Regions from separate parts of the Mus musculus genome. Here regions 1 and 3 are each linked to region 2. A link is a contact called in public ChIA-PET data. All regions are on one chromosome and are shown on one strand. The core of a region is the stretch at or near the end of the contact, and the rest is flanking DNA. Distances in the headings are between cores, read along the strand shown.

Region 1 (4,896 bases), core at 1,105-3,604, 560 kb before region 2:
ACCTGGATCACACAGTAAGAGTCTGTCTCAAGCTGGGCAGTGGTGGCGCACGCCTTTAACCCCAGCACTTGGGAGGCAGAGGCAGGCGGATTTCTGAGTTTGAGGCCAGCCTGGTCTACAGAGTGAGTTCCAGGACAGCCAGAGCTATACAGAGAAACCCTGTCTCAAAAAAACAAAAACAAAAACCAAAAAACAAACAAACAAACAACAACAAAAGAGATCTACCTACCTGTCTCTTGAGGACTAAAGTTGGGGGCTATCTCACCTGGCCTTCACAAACAGCTTTTTAAATGTAGCACTTCCTGGAGTTTGATGTAAAGTTTCCTGGAAATGTCTCTGCTTTTACCCTCCTGCAGCTGGAACTGCTTTGGGACTTGGGGTTGTGAACATCCTCCACACTATGAATCCTTCCCTGGTGATCCTGTCTGGAGTCCTGGCCAGTCACTACATCCACATCGTGAAGGACGTCATCCGCCAGCAAGCCTTGTCCTCCGTGCAGGATGTGGACGTGGTGGTCTCAGACTTGGTGGACCCGGCCCTGCTTGGCGCAGCCAGCATGGTTCTGGACTACACAACGCGCAGGATCCACTAGGTCTCCCGGGAACGGACACGGACAGAGACTCGGGAGCTGCTTAGAGTGGAACCATGCTCTTCTAGATCAGTGTTTCTGCGAAGGCAAATTTGGGGGGAGGGCTGCTGAGACAGCTCAGTGGTTAAGAGCCTGCCCTGCTCCTGCCAGTCCCCAGCACCCATGTCAGGCAGCTCAGCTGCCTGGAAGCCAAGCTCCAGGGGACCCAATGCCTCTCTGCCGGGGGCAGCTGCACTCAGATGTACATACCCCTCTCCACACACATACAAATAAAGCTTATTTTTCAAAAGGCAAACTTGATATCTGGTCCCAGAAATACCAGAATCTCTCTATAAAAGGGATTATCAGAATGGCTCACAGGCTGTGGTTCAGCTAGTCCAACAGTGGCTGTCTTGCAAGGGACAGCCCAAGAGTCCTGTTCAGTGCCTAGGGCTGGATGTCTCAGCTGGTCTTCAGTACACGTCAGACTCGTGCAGCAGGCTTTAATAACCGTGAATGGAAAGCAAGGGCCACCAGGCAATAGCAATTGCTTCCTTCTTCCTTGTACTTTACAGAAGCTGTCACCGAAAGGTGTGGCCCCGATTAAAGGTGGATTTTCCCACCTCAAAAGATGTGGATCAAAAGTGGACCTTCCTACTTCAAAGGATTTAATTAAAAATCTCTCCCAGGTGTACCCAGCCTCTTAGGCTTTAGTTAATTCCAGATGTAATCAAGTTGACAACCAAGAATAGTATCACACCTTTCAAATCCACTTTCCCCATGAGCTTTCGCCAAGGCTGCTCTGATAGGGTCATCTCACTGCAAACCCTGCTGTGGGTTCCAGGGACACTTCCTGCACCAAAAGGAGCAATAGCACCTGACCCAGAAGACTTAGGACTCCTCATAGACCTCGGGATGCTAGCTAGCATCATGGGAAGGCTTAGTTTACTAGTCCTTCCTCAGACCACAGAGAGAGCCTGTCACACAACAGAAGACAAGCTCACCAGAAATGCCCACTCACTTTGATTTTTTTAGCAACATAATACATTTCACAACTTTTCAAGAAGGCATACTCCTGTTAAGTAGCCACCACCAGCCAAGGGATTGGACAGATGTGTCACCGCACCCCGGGACAGGACAGATGTGTCACCGCACCCCTGTGTCTGCTGAGAGATGCTTTACTTGAGGAGTTTGTGAGATACTTTAGACTGGGGTCCAAGTTATGACGGCCTTAGTGGCTGTCCTTATCTTCCCAGAGATTGCAGGCAGGCAGGCCGGCCTCAGAGCTTCTGGAAAGAAAGCCTTTCACTGCTCTCTGTGTCCCAGAATGTCAGCATACACATTTACGTGTACTTTGTGACACCTAAAGCCCAGAGCCATGGATCTGGATTTGGACTACATTATTGTCTTTTTGATGTGTTTGTTTTCGAGACAGAATCTCGCTTGTCTCTGTAATCTCGCTTGGTTCATCTTAAACTTACAGCAATCCTCCTGCCCCCGCTTCCAGAGTACTGGGATTATAAACAATCAATCACCACACCCAGCTTAACATCTGCTTTTTCTTGGATGACAAAATATAAAAGTCCTCAGTTCTGCCTACCGACTGTACCCTGGAGTAAGCACCCACACGTGCCAGTGTATCAGTTACCTTCTGCTGCTGTGATGGAAGTGACCAAGGCAACTTACAGAAGGGAGAGTTTCATTAGCTTACAGTTCTAGAGGATTCATAAAGGCAGGGAAGGCACAGGAACAGGAAGCCAGGGCAGGGAGCTTGAGAAACCACATCTTCAACGACAAGCCAACAGCAGCAGAAGTGAATGCAAATAGGGCAGGCCACGGACTCACCCAGACTGCACCAGCAAACAGCACCACTGAGGAGCACGTACCGACATACCTGAGCCTACAGAGACATTCCCATTCAAACTGCATCCACTCCTGACTCCCATAAACTCATGGACGTACCGCCATGCAAAGCAGTCAGTCAGTCCACCATTCAAGTCCCCGGAGCCTAACAGTCTCCATACTAAGCACTACGTTTCTTCTGAGACGTAAGGGGACCTCTCAACGACGACGTCCTGGTAAACCCACAATGGCAGAGTATACATTTTGCTTCCAAAGAGAGCAGTGGAAGCATGGGAATAGGGGCATGAAGAATGGGGCACGGAAGGAATTAGGGACACAGTGGGAAAGAGGCAGGGAGAACTCAGCAGGACAAACTCCAACCCTGCAGCTTCATACCTATCGGGGCCATGAGTGTCAAAGGGCTTAGAGGTTCAGCCCTCCAGCTTTGCTGTCTGTCGCCTACATACTTGCCGGTCTTGGGCTGGTTCTATGCAGCCCTTTAACCAGTGGTTCTCAGCCTCCCTAATGCTATAATCCTTTACTATAGTTCCACGTATTTATTAATACAACTCATGTTGTGGTGACCCACAACCAGAAAATTACTTTGCTGCTATTTTGCTAACTGTACTTCTACTGTAATGAATCATAATGTACATATGTGATATGCAGGATATGATATATGCCCATGAAAAGGATCTTCCGACCCCACAAAGGGGCAACGACCCACAGGATGAGAACTGCTGCCGTCAATCATCACCTGGGTCTGGTTATTATCCAGGCCTGGAGCAAAGGATGCCCACGAAGCGGTCATCACTCACCAGTGGGTCACCCTGTAATCACTGCAACCAAACAACTGCACTGTTACCACGCTGTGAGCCATGTATTTGAAAGGATAATACCAAACTGAAAACCAAATCCTGGTTTTAATCAACTCTGTGGAAAGTGTAATATATTCTGACAAAATATATATGGTGAAACTGTCTCAATTTGAATAAATATTTTTATTGCAATTCTGAACCAATTTTAAAAGAAAAGATACACTTCCTTGTCCAAGTCTTACAGTGTGCTTACCATCACCTCTGCCAAAATCATAAAATCATTTCTTTTCCCAAAAGAGCTCTGTATTTGTGGCCCTGCTTTATCATTATCTAATTTATGTTATCAAGTGCCACTGCTTTCTGAACCAAGGGAAAAGGAGCTATTATAAAGGACCATTATTAAACTAGTATTTTTGTTTTGTTTTTTTGAGACAGGGTTTCTCTGTATAGCCCTGGCTGTCCTGGAACTCACTCTGTAAACCAGGCTGGCCTCGAACTTGAAAGTCCACCTGCCTCTGCCTCCCAAGTGCTAGGATTACAGGCGTGTGCCTCCACTGCCAGGCTAGCATTTAGTATTTGACACAGAGAAAAGGTAGGCCCAAGAAGGAAGCTCAAAACTAAATGTTGAACACCCACTAAGCCAATGACTACTTCCTCTTTTTTAAAGGCAGGGTCTCACTGTGCAGCCTTGGTGGTCTTGAAACTCACTCTGTAGACCAGGCTGGCTTCAAACTCAAGAGATCCACTTGCCTCTGCTTCACCAGTCCTGGGATGAAAGGTGTGCGCCATCGTGGCCACCCTCTTCCCTCATTCTGTCACCTCATGAAGCTACATGTGGCTAAGCAAGAATTGTCAATGCTGCACAACAAAAGACACGAAGGATTCTAAACATCAGCAACCCTATCCATGACGTCTGAGTCACAAGTGGGAGAGCCTTTACTCCTAGCATTGCGCACTTCCTAGAGCTGACACGAAGGTCTCTCAGGCGGTCTCTGGGCGAGCTTGCGTTTCCTTGATACACGGTGGCTTCAGAGCAGAAGAGCTTCTTGAAAAGTGGCTCGGGGTTACAGGCAGAGATGTAACACGCCAGCGGGGTTACAGGCAGAGCTGAAACACGCCAGCGGGGTTACAGGTAGTGATGTAACATGCCAGCTGTGCTGCCCTTTATGATCTAGCCTTGGAACTCACAGCCATCACTTTGTCCTCTAGTTTATTTCATCTGGATAATATCAAAATTTAAAACTGTCACATATCCAAGCAAACCCCAGAAACGGCATGTAGCCAGTACCAAAACCAAGGGCCATGTTCTGGGGCCACGGAGGTTCGTGGGGAGGAGTAAGGCCTTATGGAGAGGCCTTTAACCTGGTTCTTAAATTTGACCCCTATTTCAGAAGGTAAAGAGAGTGGCTGATAGGCTAATAGCAGGTTCCATGCATGGCACCCAAGACCCTAGACTCACTCTCTAGTATCTCAACCCCCAAACACCAGACATATGGAGTTACTATAGTTTAGAACGGTGGACACTCAGTGGCTGTGTCTTCTCAGCCCCAGAAATCAATGAGAATCACTCACCCCTTTAAACCTGTCCCCCAAGCTGCAAGACCATTTTCAGATCAATTAAAGATGCTTCATGTATACATTGTTTGAAACAGAAATTTATTCTCAGAA
Region 2 (4,651 bases), core at 248-2,747:
CGTTTTGTGGTTTAAGTTAATTACCATATGTAAATCACTAAGACAGAGTGTTCAATAACGCTAGGGATTATTAAAATGAGGAAAACATGGAGTCCTGTGGAGGAATTCAGAGATAAAAATGACTCAACAGGTACCGAGTAGAAAACAGTCCAGCAGGGGGCACCACAAGGCAAAGGAGAGGAGGCTTCTATAGAGTTGCTGCCCCCCTACCCCCCACCCCCGCGATAAAGGCGATAGAAAGGAAAGGAGCAAGATGAGTCCGGTGGCCTGACAGAAGCCAGTCGTGCCAAGGAGCTTGGATTTCCTGCTTCTGGCGAGGTGGAAAAGAGTGAAAAACGGAGTGAAGCAAGGAATAAGCTCCAGTGGTCGCCGTGTGGGCTGGAGGCCTGTAGGATGGAGCTCGGAAGGGCCCTTACAAAGATGTCAGAAACATCGAACAATGTCTCAGTAGGCATGGGGACAAGGTGATGGATTAGAAATATTTCGGTTTTAAAACAAAGTGGCATCCACTATACACCCATCTTTGTGGTCCCATCACAGAATATAGCCCAGTTCTATACTGTTCAAGCTTTCGCCAACTCTCCCGGTGGCAACACACTGCTCTGTTTAACCAATCCTTGCACCAATCCTCCAACTTTTCTGTAGCCCATCTGTGATCCACCCCACTCTGGAAAAAAGTCCAACTCCTTCTTAGCTCCAGCATCCCATAGCAGAACGGAGGGGGGAGGGGGGAAGAAATCGCCTTCAGCCTGAGCTCCAGCGCCACCAACCTTTTTGGTGTTTGAAGGACATAAGAAAGAGAAAGCAAGCCGGGCATGGTGGCGCACGCCTTTAATCCCAGCAATCCCAGCACTCGGAAGGCAGAGGCAGGTGGATTTCTGAGTTCTAGGCCTGCCTGGTCTACAAAGTGAGTTCCAGGACAGCCAGGGCTATACAGAGAAACCATGTCTCAAAAAAACAAAAACAAACAGAAAAAGAAAGAGGAAGCAGAGGTTTTCATTTCTACACTTTTCTCCTTTCCATTTGCAAAGTCCCAAAGACATCCAGAGAGTAGGGAACCTTCCGTGAGAAGGATGGTACTGGGGTGCTTCTGGTCTCTGTACCGTTGAGGATGCCAACTTGGATCTCTCTAAGGGACACCTAGGTCGCAATCAAGGTCAGGCAATTGTGTGGGAGGGAGGAAGGATGGTTTGGGGGCAGACACCGGAAGGAGGGAACCACAGCATCGGGATGTGGGCTTTTGAGTGGGGCTGTGCTTCTGAAACTGGTTCAGAGTCCGCACCCGAAGGACGTGAGAGAGTTTAGGCTTCGAAGAGGAGCTGATCGGAATAGCACACTGGCACTAGCAGGAACCAGGGCTGAATGCTCTAAGGCTCAGGAAGCTGATTTAGAACCCCAGACTGGTCTCAGCACGAACTCAAAGCCTTCAGAACTAAGTAAGCTCCAGTGCCCCCTCCAGACGTAAAGAGGCAGCGCCATCACCTCTGCGCAGGCGTGATGAGGCCTGGCCCATAGCATCCTGGGAATTGTAGTCCCCTGGTTTGGCGTTGCCCATGACTCCAGCCCAGGGCCTTATTGGAGTTGGGCAAACATCGCTTATAACTGAGTTCCTGTTTGTTTGTTTGGTTGGTTGGTTGGTTGGTTGGTTGTTGTTGTTTTATGTGTAGCCCCAATGGCGTGTGTTCTGAATTTTATTTTTCTTTCAATCTCTGAAGCCTGTGTTCTATGTGTTCTCTTTATCCCTCCCTATCCTCTCAGTGCTAACCAAACCCAGGGACCTCATTCATGCTAAGCAATTGATCAGTGATATACCACTGAACCACGCTCATTGCCTGCCTCTCTCTCTCTCTCTCTCTCTCTCTCCTCTCTCTCTCTCTCCTCTCTCTCCTTCTCCCTCCTTCTCCCTCCTTCTCCCTCCTTCTCCCTCCCTCTCCCTCTCTCTCTCTCTCTCTCTCTTTCTTTCTTTCTTTCTTTCTTTCTTTCTTTCTTTCTTTCTTTCTTTCTTTCTCTTTCCTTCCTTCCTTTCTCTCTTCCTTCCTCCCTTTCCTTTCTTTCTCTCTTTCCTCCCTTCATTCCTTCCTTTTTCCTTCTTCTTCTTCCTTTCTTTCTTTCTTTTCTTCCTTTTTTATTTTGTTATTGTTTTTCAACACAATGTTTCTCTGCATAGTTCTGGCTGTTCTGGAACTTGCTTTGTAGACCAGTCAGGCCTTAAACTAAAAGATCCATAGCCGGGCGTGGTGGCGCACGCCTTTAATCCCAGCTCTTGGGAGGCAGAGGCAGGCGGATTTCTGAGTTCGAGGCCAGCCTGGTCTACAAAGTGAGTTCCAGGACAGCCAGAGCTACACAGAGAAACCCTGTCTCGAAAAACCAAAAACGAAAAAAAAAAAAACGAAAAAAAAAAAGAAAAACTAAAAGATCCGCCTGCTTCTTTCTCTCAAGTGCTGGGATTAAAGGCGTGTGCCACTATGTGTGGCTTTTTCCCTCTTTTTTTATTTGTCTTCTCTCATCTCTATCATTAAGGCTTACGCTCTGGCACAAATTCTAAGCACTTAACAAGCAAACTAAGACAACTCCCTTTCTAGTTCCTAAACCAAAGAACATAACCACACCTCTCCGGTTAGTCACCTCACCTGACCCAGTACAAGCCGACAGTTCCAAGTTCCTTTCTTTGTGGATTCTTTGGCATGTGTGGCACACACACACACACACACACACACACACACACACACACACACACACGGTGTATCATGTCAGCCAGGGGGCAGATGTTTCTGGGAAGTCACCAGAGCCTTCTTCATCCCTAGCTTTCCCTCTCGCTGAGACCTCATCTCTGATGATAGGTATGTAAACTTTGGAGCAGAGGAGAAGGGTTTCGGACCAAAGATGAACAGGAAGTTCTGAACTTCCTTATACTTAGAGGTGGTGAGGAGCTGTAGGCCATAGCAGGAGCTGCCTGTACTAGGCCTCGCCAGCGTTAACCTGGCCTTTTCAGTCCATCAGATGGGTTTGAAGTCCAGGAAGGTTTTGCCTACCAGTAGGGGGCAAAGCTGGGTGGCCTTGTGCTGCCAGGTCTTGAAGACATAGTCACTTAAAGCCTTGGCTCTAACTAATACATGGAAATAAACTTTAAAAAGCAACTTAGGCTGGGCAGTGGTGGCGCACACCTTTAATCCCAGCACTTGGGAGGCAGAGGCAGGCGGATTTCTGAGTTCGAGGCCAGCCTGGTCTACAGAGTGAGTTCCAGGACAGCCAGGGCTATACAGAGAAACCCTGTCTCGAAAAACAAAAAACAAAAAAACAAAAAAAAACAAAACAAAACAAAAAAAAGATAATGAAAGATGTAAGATACTGAAGGAGACACCAGATAAAATCACTTTGAATCACTTTGTTCCATTCTGCTCTAGCTTTCCCTTCTGGCAGTTTTTTTTATTTTTTTTTTTGGTTTGTTTTGCTTTTTCCTTCTGAGTCCCTTTCCTCTTGGGAGTCTCACGAAGGTCAGGCCAGCCTTAAACTCGGGTTCTTCTTGCCTCTGCCTCCTAAATTTCTAGGATTACAGGCCTAACAGTAGGCCTAACATGCTGGGTCACTCTCTCCTGCAGACACCAGGAAGGAGAGACTCATTGACAAACATCTTTATCACAAGGGGATAAAACACCCCCTAAGTAATAGCAAAGCTTACAGGGCAGCTCACCCGGGTCCCTGAGTAAGGACAGTCACCCACAGTTTGAGGCTGCCACCTAGAGACAGACTCTGGCCATCTAACGAAAACATCAGTAACAGCTTCTTCAGAACCCTTGGAAAGCCATAACTGAGACAGTGATTAATCAGACCACCCCCTGCCAGAGGTGCAAACCCTGGCTACCTTGTTTCCTTTAAAAAAGTTCCCATTAGCCCCTTGAAAATGAACTTGGGAGTCACTGAACCCCCTTTATTTGTTCTTGGTTGTATTGATTAAAACTTGTTTCTCTACCACTTGTCCTCAGACTCTGGTAATATCATTATAATTTAACTTAATTTTATTTGTGTGTGTGTGTATCAATTGTATTGGAGGAGGCCAGAGGAGGGCGTCAGATCCCCTGAGACTGGAGTTCTAGACAGTTGTGAGCTGCCCTGTGGGATGTGAACCTGGGTCTTCTGAAGAGTGGCCAGGGCATCTATCTAGCCCCTGGTAATAACATTTTTGTTTAATGTGCTGGGTGACTAGTTCTCCTAGCCTAGTTTATCTATTTCTAGAATTATTTAGTTAGCAAGAGTTTGAAAGGTCTGTTCTAAACTCACAGCGTTTGCAGGAATGACCCTCCAGGCCTCTGCGTGGACACTTCCAGAGGTGGGGACTTTATTACCTGATGAAGCACTTACTTCTGCTCTTTGTAATCATAGAACTTTAGAGATTTCGAACCAAATCTGCCTCCTTGTTATTTTACTTCTGTTCTGCTGGCCGAGCTACACCCCTGTGGTCTGCTTTCCTCACACGGAACAACCTGGAGCTGCTCCTAGAAAGAACATCTCCTCAATGGTTTTCTGAACAACAACAACAACAACAAAATGTTAAATTAACTTCACTCTATCATAGAGAGCTCCCGAGAGCACTGTGATGTTTGCTGGGAGGTGCTGTCACGGGATGAGCTCCTGTCTCAGGTCCTTTCTAATG
Region 3 (4,854 bases), core at 1,523-4,022, 680 kb before region 2:
AGATTTTGTTTCAATTTTTAAAAAAATTGTGGGGAGGGGGTTCTGAGAATTCAAATGCAAGGGCTTGTGCATGCTAGATAAGTGCCCTACCATTGAGTGATATCCAAGCCCTATAAAAATATCTTAGTTTATGCTTCCGTAAGGAAAGTTTGAGTCCCGAACATTTCATTTTAGTTGTGTAAATTTAGATGTAGTATGTTACATTAGCTTTCTGTTGTATTTATCTGATTACCTGGAATTTAAACAACCACCTATTATCTTAAAATTTATGTGTGGTGCAGGACTTAAATCCCAGCTTCTGCGAGGCAGAGACAAACAGATCTCTTGAGTTCCAAGGCCAGCCTAAGTTATATATATAGTAAGACCCTCGTCAAGAAAACCAACCAGCCAAAAACCTTGTATGAGAAGCTCTGGTATAAGCTATTGGGTCTTCTGCTCATATCTTTCTTACCTGGCCGGAGTTCACACTCTTTCCTTGGTTGTTTTCTTTTAAAATCATTGGTTGACAGATTATGGTAACTGCTCTGGCCTGGTGCCTAGGGCCGCTGTCCCCAGTTCCCTGCTCTGTGGCTCCCTTTTCTCACCTGACAGCGCTGTACCTTAGTTTGGAAGGCTGATAGCTTCTCAAGAAAGGCTCAGTTGTGTTTTTTAGGACTGCCTCTGATTAAGTCAGGTTCTCCTAGGGTGCTCTCTCCTGATTAACTTAGATCAGCTGTTGGAATCTTGATCCCCCTGAGATGCATTCCTACTTTGCTCCCCCTCCCCCACATCAGTGGGATCTGCTCCAAGTATAATAAGGGAGGATTATACACAAATGATGAGAGTTTATGGTGACATGTTATATAGGAAGTCAGCTTATCATATATTCCACACAAATAAATCTATGAACTTACCGTGAGGGTCAGTGCTAGCTTCAGTCAAGCCCAGTGGTGATGCATTATAGATACGGTAGGACTTGAATATAATTTCTTCCACCATATTATTTGTCTTTAGAGATAAATGGAGTTTCTGACAGAAGAAAACTATTGTGGATAGAAAAGATATACTTAAAAGCTCCTAGTGTGACAAGAGCCAAGGGTGCCAGGGGTTTGTTGTTTGTTTTTACTTGTGATGATGGAACATTTTCCAAAGGATCAAAGAGTGAAGAATAAAGCGGACTCTGATTTCTGTTCTGCTAGCCAGGTGCTTGTACTTGAGATTTGTAAAACCGACCACGATTGTTGATGGTAAATGACTTGCTTAAAACACAGACGGGGCCAGAGAGAGCGCTCAGCAGTTAAGAACACTGGCTGCATCTAATCAGTTCAGGGTAGACCACGCCCTCTCTGGCCTCCAGGGGCACCTGGCGCACATGTGGTGCACGATACAAAGAATCCATTTACTTTAAAAAGTGAAAATCACTACAGGTTTCACTTATGTGAACATAAAAAACCGCCCAAGAGAATTGCAGGTAGAGTACTAATTAGAAGAAGGAACAGCTCATTTGGAGAGAGGTTTTTGTGACATTCCTTGCTGAATGAAGATCAAGAATGGCAAATATACGTCTTATCTCTTTTGGGTTGGTTTTATTGTTTTGAGAAAGGACTTACTATGTGAGGCTGGCCTAGAGTTCTTAGCAGTCCTCTGCTTAGGAGGGCTCTGGTCAGAGGCACAAGCCACTTGCACGGCTGTGCTGTGCTGGGAATCAAATCTACCTTTTATTTTCTTATTAATTCAGTTATGTTCCAGTATTTCCTGCTTTATAGTGCGTGAATATCATACTGTTGGTTGCTTGCATCCATTCTGTCCTCCCCTTTTCACGCTTATTTAATAGGGTGGCACACATTTAAACCATGACATGTGGAGGTCATAAGACAAACTTTGGGGAGTAAATTCTCTTTCTCTACCCACTATGTGGGTTTCAGGAATCTAATCCAGGCCATCAGAGTTGGTGGCAAGCCCTTTTACCTACTGAGCCATCTTGTTGACCGTCGCTTTTTAATTAAAATAAGGTCTTTGGGATTTTTATTTTTTAATCCTTATAGCTTAGTTCCTTAACATGTATATATCTCTTAGCTTTTAGAAAACAGTAAATATTCTTCACTGTTCTTCACATACTCATAAGTGTAAAGAGTGCACATTATGTTTGCAATACAGAGATAAACTATAGTTTATATCCAAAATATACTGTGTAGTAAACTAACAAATATTCCTCTTTATTAACCTCTGAGGGGTGGTAGTAGGTCTTTGGCAGTATTTTTGTTCTTACCATGTTTATGAGGTTTATGCCACATTGACAACAAAGTTACAGATGGGTCAGAGATGATCAAAGCATGGCAGTACTACAGCATTCACTTTATGATGTCCTTAAATTCCTCTCTAGCATCTCTTTTACTATCTGCCATTCTGAGAGCTGTGTTTTCTTTTTTTTTTTTTAAGATTTATTTATTATTATATGTAAGTACACCGTAGCTGTCTTCAGACACACCAGAAGAGGGAGTCAGATCTTGTTATGGATGGTTGTGAGCCACCACGTGGTTGCTGAGATTTGAACTCTGGACCTTCGGAAGAGCAGTCGGGTGCTCTTACCCACTGAGCCATCTCACCAGCCCCGAGCTGTGTTTTCTTACTCTCCTGCTCCCGTCCGGCTCTCAGAGCAGAGCACTCCGTGTCAGTGTCATCAGAAACTTACTTAACAGCGATTGATTTGGTTCTTTTTCTTTCCTTTCCACCTTCCCCTCCTTTTTTTGCTAGCATATGCCTGTTAGAAGGTAGGAAACCACGCCCTTTTTTTGTTTAGTGCCTGTTACCAAGGAGACCCTTAGATCTAAGACTGAGGGAAAAAACTGTAAAAGCACACGGTGTTAAGCACGTTTTATTTTATCTTATTTTTTTTGTATGTGTGAGCATAAACAAGTCTTTAAACTTGGAGTCCCCAAGGAAAATTTCACTGTCACAACATAGTGAAGAGTGTTGTTCATGGTTTTAAATTGCTACAGACTTACACAAATGTAAGGAGATTTAAACTACAGTCCAGATTTTTACGTTACAGTTGTTTACTTTCAGACTTAGGAGTTTGTCTTCATTTCCTTAGCAGAGCCTTTAGTTTTGTGTTGTTTCCTTTATTTGGCCTTTTGTTACTGTTTGAGGATTTTCATTTGCTTTTCTTTTTTTTTTTTTTTTTTTTAAATCTTGAGACAAGATCATGATTTCTAGCCCAGGTTAGCTTAGAACTTGGGATGTTCTTGCCTCAGCCTCCCTAGTACTGAATAGATGTAGCTAAAGTTTATTGGATAGACTGGACAGGCCATCCTCAGTTAAACGTAACATTTGTACATGAAGTACACACAGTCTTTCAGCTGATAGTATAGAACTTTTACCATAAGTATTGTCAAGTCTTTTTTCACCAAGGTCACTAAAAGTACATTGAGAAAAAAATACAGTGTAGGTAAACATTCATCACTCCACTTAAGTGTTTTACCTCAGGTCTTAGCCTGAAGTCTGGTCTTTAGAGGTTACTATTCCTAGGTATTTGGGGAACAGGGACTTGAGCTCCCCAAGCTGTGATATTTTTTATCTCAAACCTTTTTGTATGAGAAGCTCCATTGCTAGAGACCGTTCGTGCAGCCTGTATTTTGTGTTTAAAGTTCCTCTTGCCCTGCCCCGTCTGCTGACAGAACTATCACACTCGAAACCTCAGCTCTCCTTCATAGGCTTGTTCTCCATGTCAGTATGGCCAGCATGAACTATCCTTTTCTTCTCCCTCTTTTTCCCAGATATCTCCCGGGGCCAATTCAGCACCTCTACCTGGCCATCCTAACAAGGTGATTTGTGAAAGGGTGAGACTTCAGAGCCTGTTCCCTCTTCTCCCAAGTGATCAGAACACTACCATTCAAGAGGATGCTCACTTCAAAGCTTTCTTCCAGGTTCTTATATGTTTACCCTTTCCCTACACAGGGCTGAAAGTCACAGATACATTCTAGCTTGTTTCTAGGAAGGCTTAAACAAGCTTGTGAGTATCCTCTTACTTTCTGTTGTATGTGGAAATTAGTACTCTTCTCAGAGACTTCTTGAAGGTAACTCTGAGCTTTTCTGAAGAATCTTCTCTTGAGCTACTGTTCATTATTTTGCCACTTAATACTCTGTTTTTTAAAAAAAAAAATCTTTTATGTCTTAATCATTTGTTCTAACCATTCAGTTTCTGTAGGAAGATAAAAGTAAAATATGTAGGGTGTAGGAAAGGATAAATGAAAGCGTCTGTTTTAAGCCATCACTGCTTGCGTAGTGCCCAGAACATATGGTGTTTCCTTTCTGTACCTCCTAGCACCTATACATAAAAACTTGATTTAAAGAAATTATATATAAGATGAAAATGAGTACTGATACACTAAAACCATCTTTGGGTTATTAAAAGATTGCTCAGATTTGCTCATACAAATCGCTGGCTGTTGAACTTTGACTATTTAAAGAGAAATGCTTAAGGTTGGCATGTGCTGTGCATACCTGCAGGTGATCCAGGACTCTTTAGTCTGGTATTCCTTTTAGAATTTGCGCTGGATTCTCTGTTATGTGTGTATTGTGTTACTGTTTTTAAATCTCAGAGTAAGCTAGGCATCTTGTTTTAAGTAAGGAAATAGGCTTTAAAAAGTTCAAAGTACACACATCCATCCAATTATTTGTAGAGCAAGGGCCTCATCTGATTTTAGCTGTGTTGTGTTTACTATATCACACTACCTTTAGATATTCATATTTCTGTAAATATATTTGTAAGTATTTAGCACAACATAACTTTTAGGAGGCATAGTTGTTTGTAAATTGTGTGGCACATTGACTACTGGATTGTTGTTTGTTTGTTTGTTTTTTGTTTTTTTGTTT

What was found. ChIA-PET counts read pairs in DNA pulled down with a chosen protein or histone mark.
Region 1: an RNA polymerase II ChIA-PET map of memory CD8 T cells shows a contact between it and region 2, with 7 read pairs. The contact joins two enhancer-like sites.
Region 3: an RNA polymerase II ChIA-PET map of memory CD8 T cells shows a contact between it and region 2, with 6 read pairs. The contact joins two enhancer-like sites. A contact is called at or near these places in 1 of 484 Hi-C or Micro-C datasets (CD4 T cells) and 2 of 115 datasets of contacts at active chromatin or transcription factors (double positive thymocytes and memory CD8 T cells).

Annotation. Positions count from the first base shown.
Region 1 is chr4:44,032,814-44,037,709 of GRCm38.p6, reverse strand. It overlaps Gne (glucosamine (UDP-N-acetyl)-2-epimerase/N-acetylmannosamine kinase), which reads left to right. Exons shown (of 12, transcript NM_001190414.2): 12 at 357-3,635. The coding sequence ends at 592. Clta (clathrin, light polypeptide (Lca)) reads right to left here. Exons shown (of 6, transcript NM_001080384.3): 6 at 4,864-4,896. Among named protein-coding and RNA genes, the nearest start is that of Clta, 31 kb to the right of the region's middle. Within about 2 kb of position 2,354, at least 19 of the 459 cell types and tissues checked have an H3K27ac peak or open chromatin away from gene starts, as enhancers often do. A contact at or near this core is called in memory CD8 T cells, where this site is marked.
Region 2 is chr4:43,475,182-43,479,832 of GRCm38.p6, reverse strand. No RefSeq gene overlaps it. Among named protein-coding and RNA genes, the nearest start is that of Sit1, 6.2 kb to the left of the region's middle. Within about 2 kb of position 1,497, at least 219 of the 459 cell types and tissues checked have an H3K27ac peak or open chromatin away from gene starts, as enhancers often do. A contact at or near this core is called in memory CD8 T cells, where this site is marked.
Region 3 is chr4:44,157,954-44,162,807 of GRCm38.p6, reverse strand. All of the region lies in intron 2 of Rnf38 (ring finger protein 38), which reads left to right. Among named protein-coding and RNA genes, the nearest start is that of Mir5106, 61 kb to the left of the region's middle. Within about 2 kb of position 2,772, at least 26 of the 459 cell types and tissues checked have an H3K27ac peak or open chromatin away from gene starts, as enhancers often do. A contact at or near this core is called in memory CD8 T cells, where this site is marked.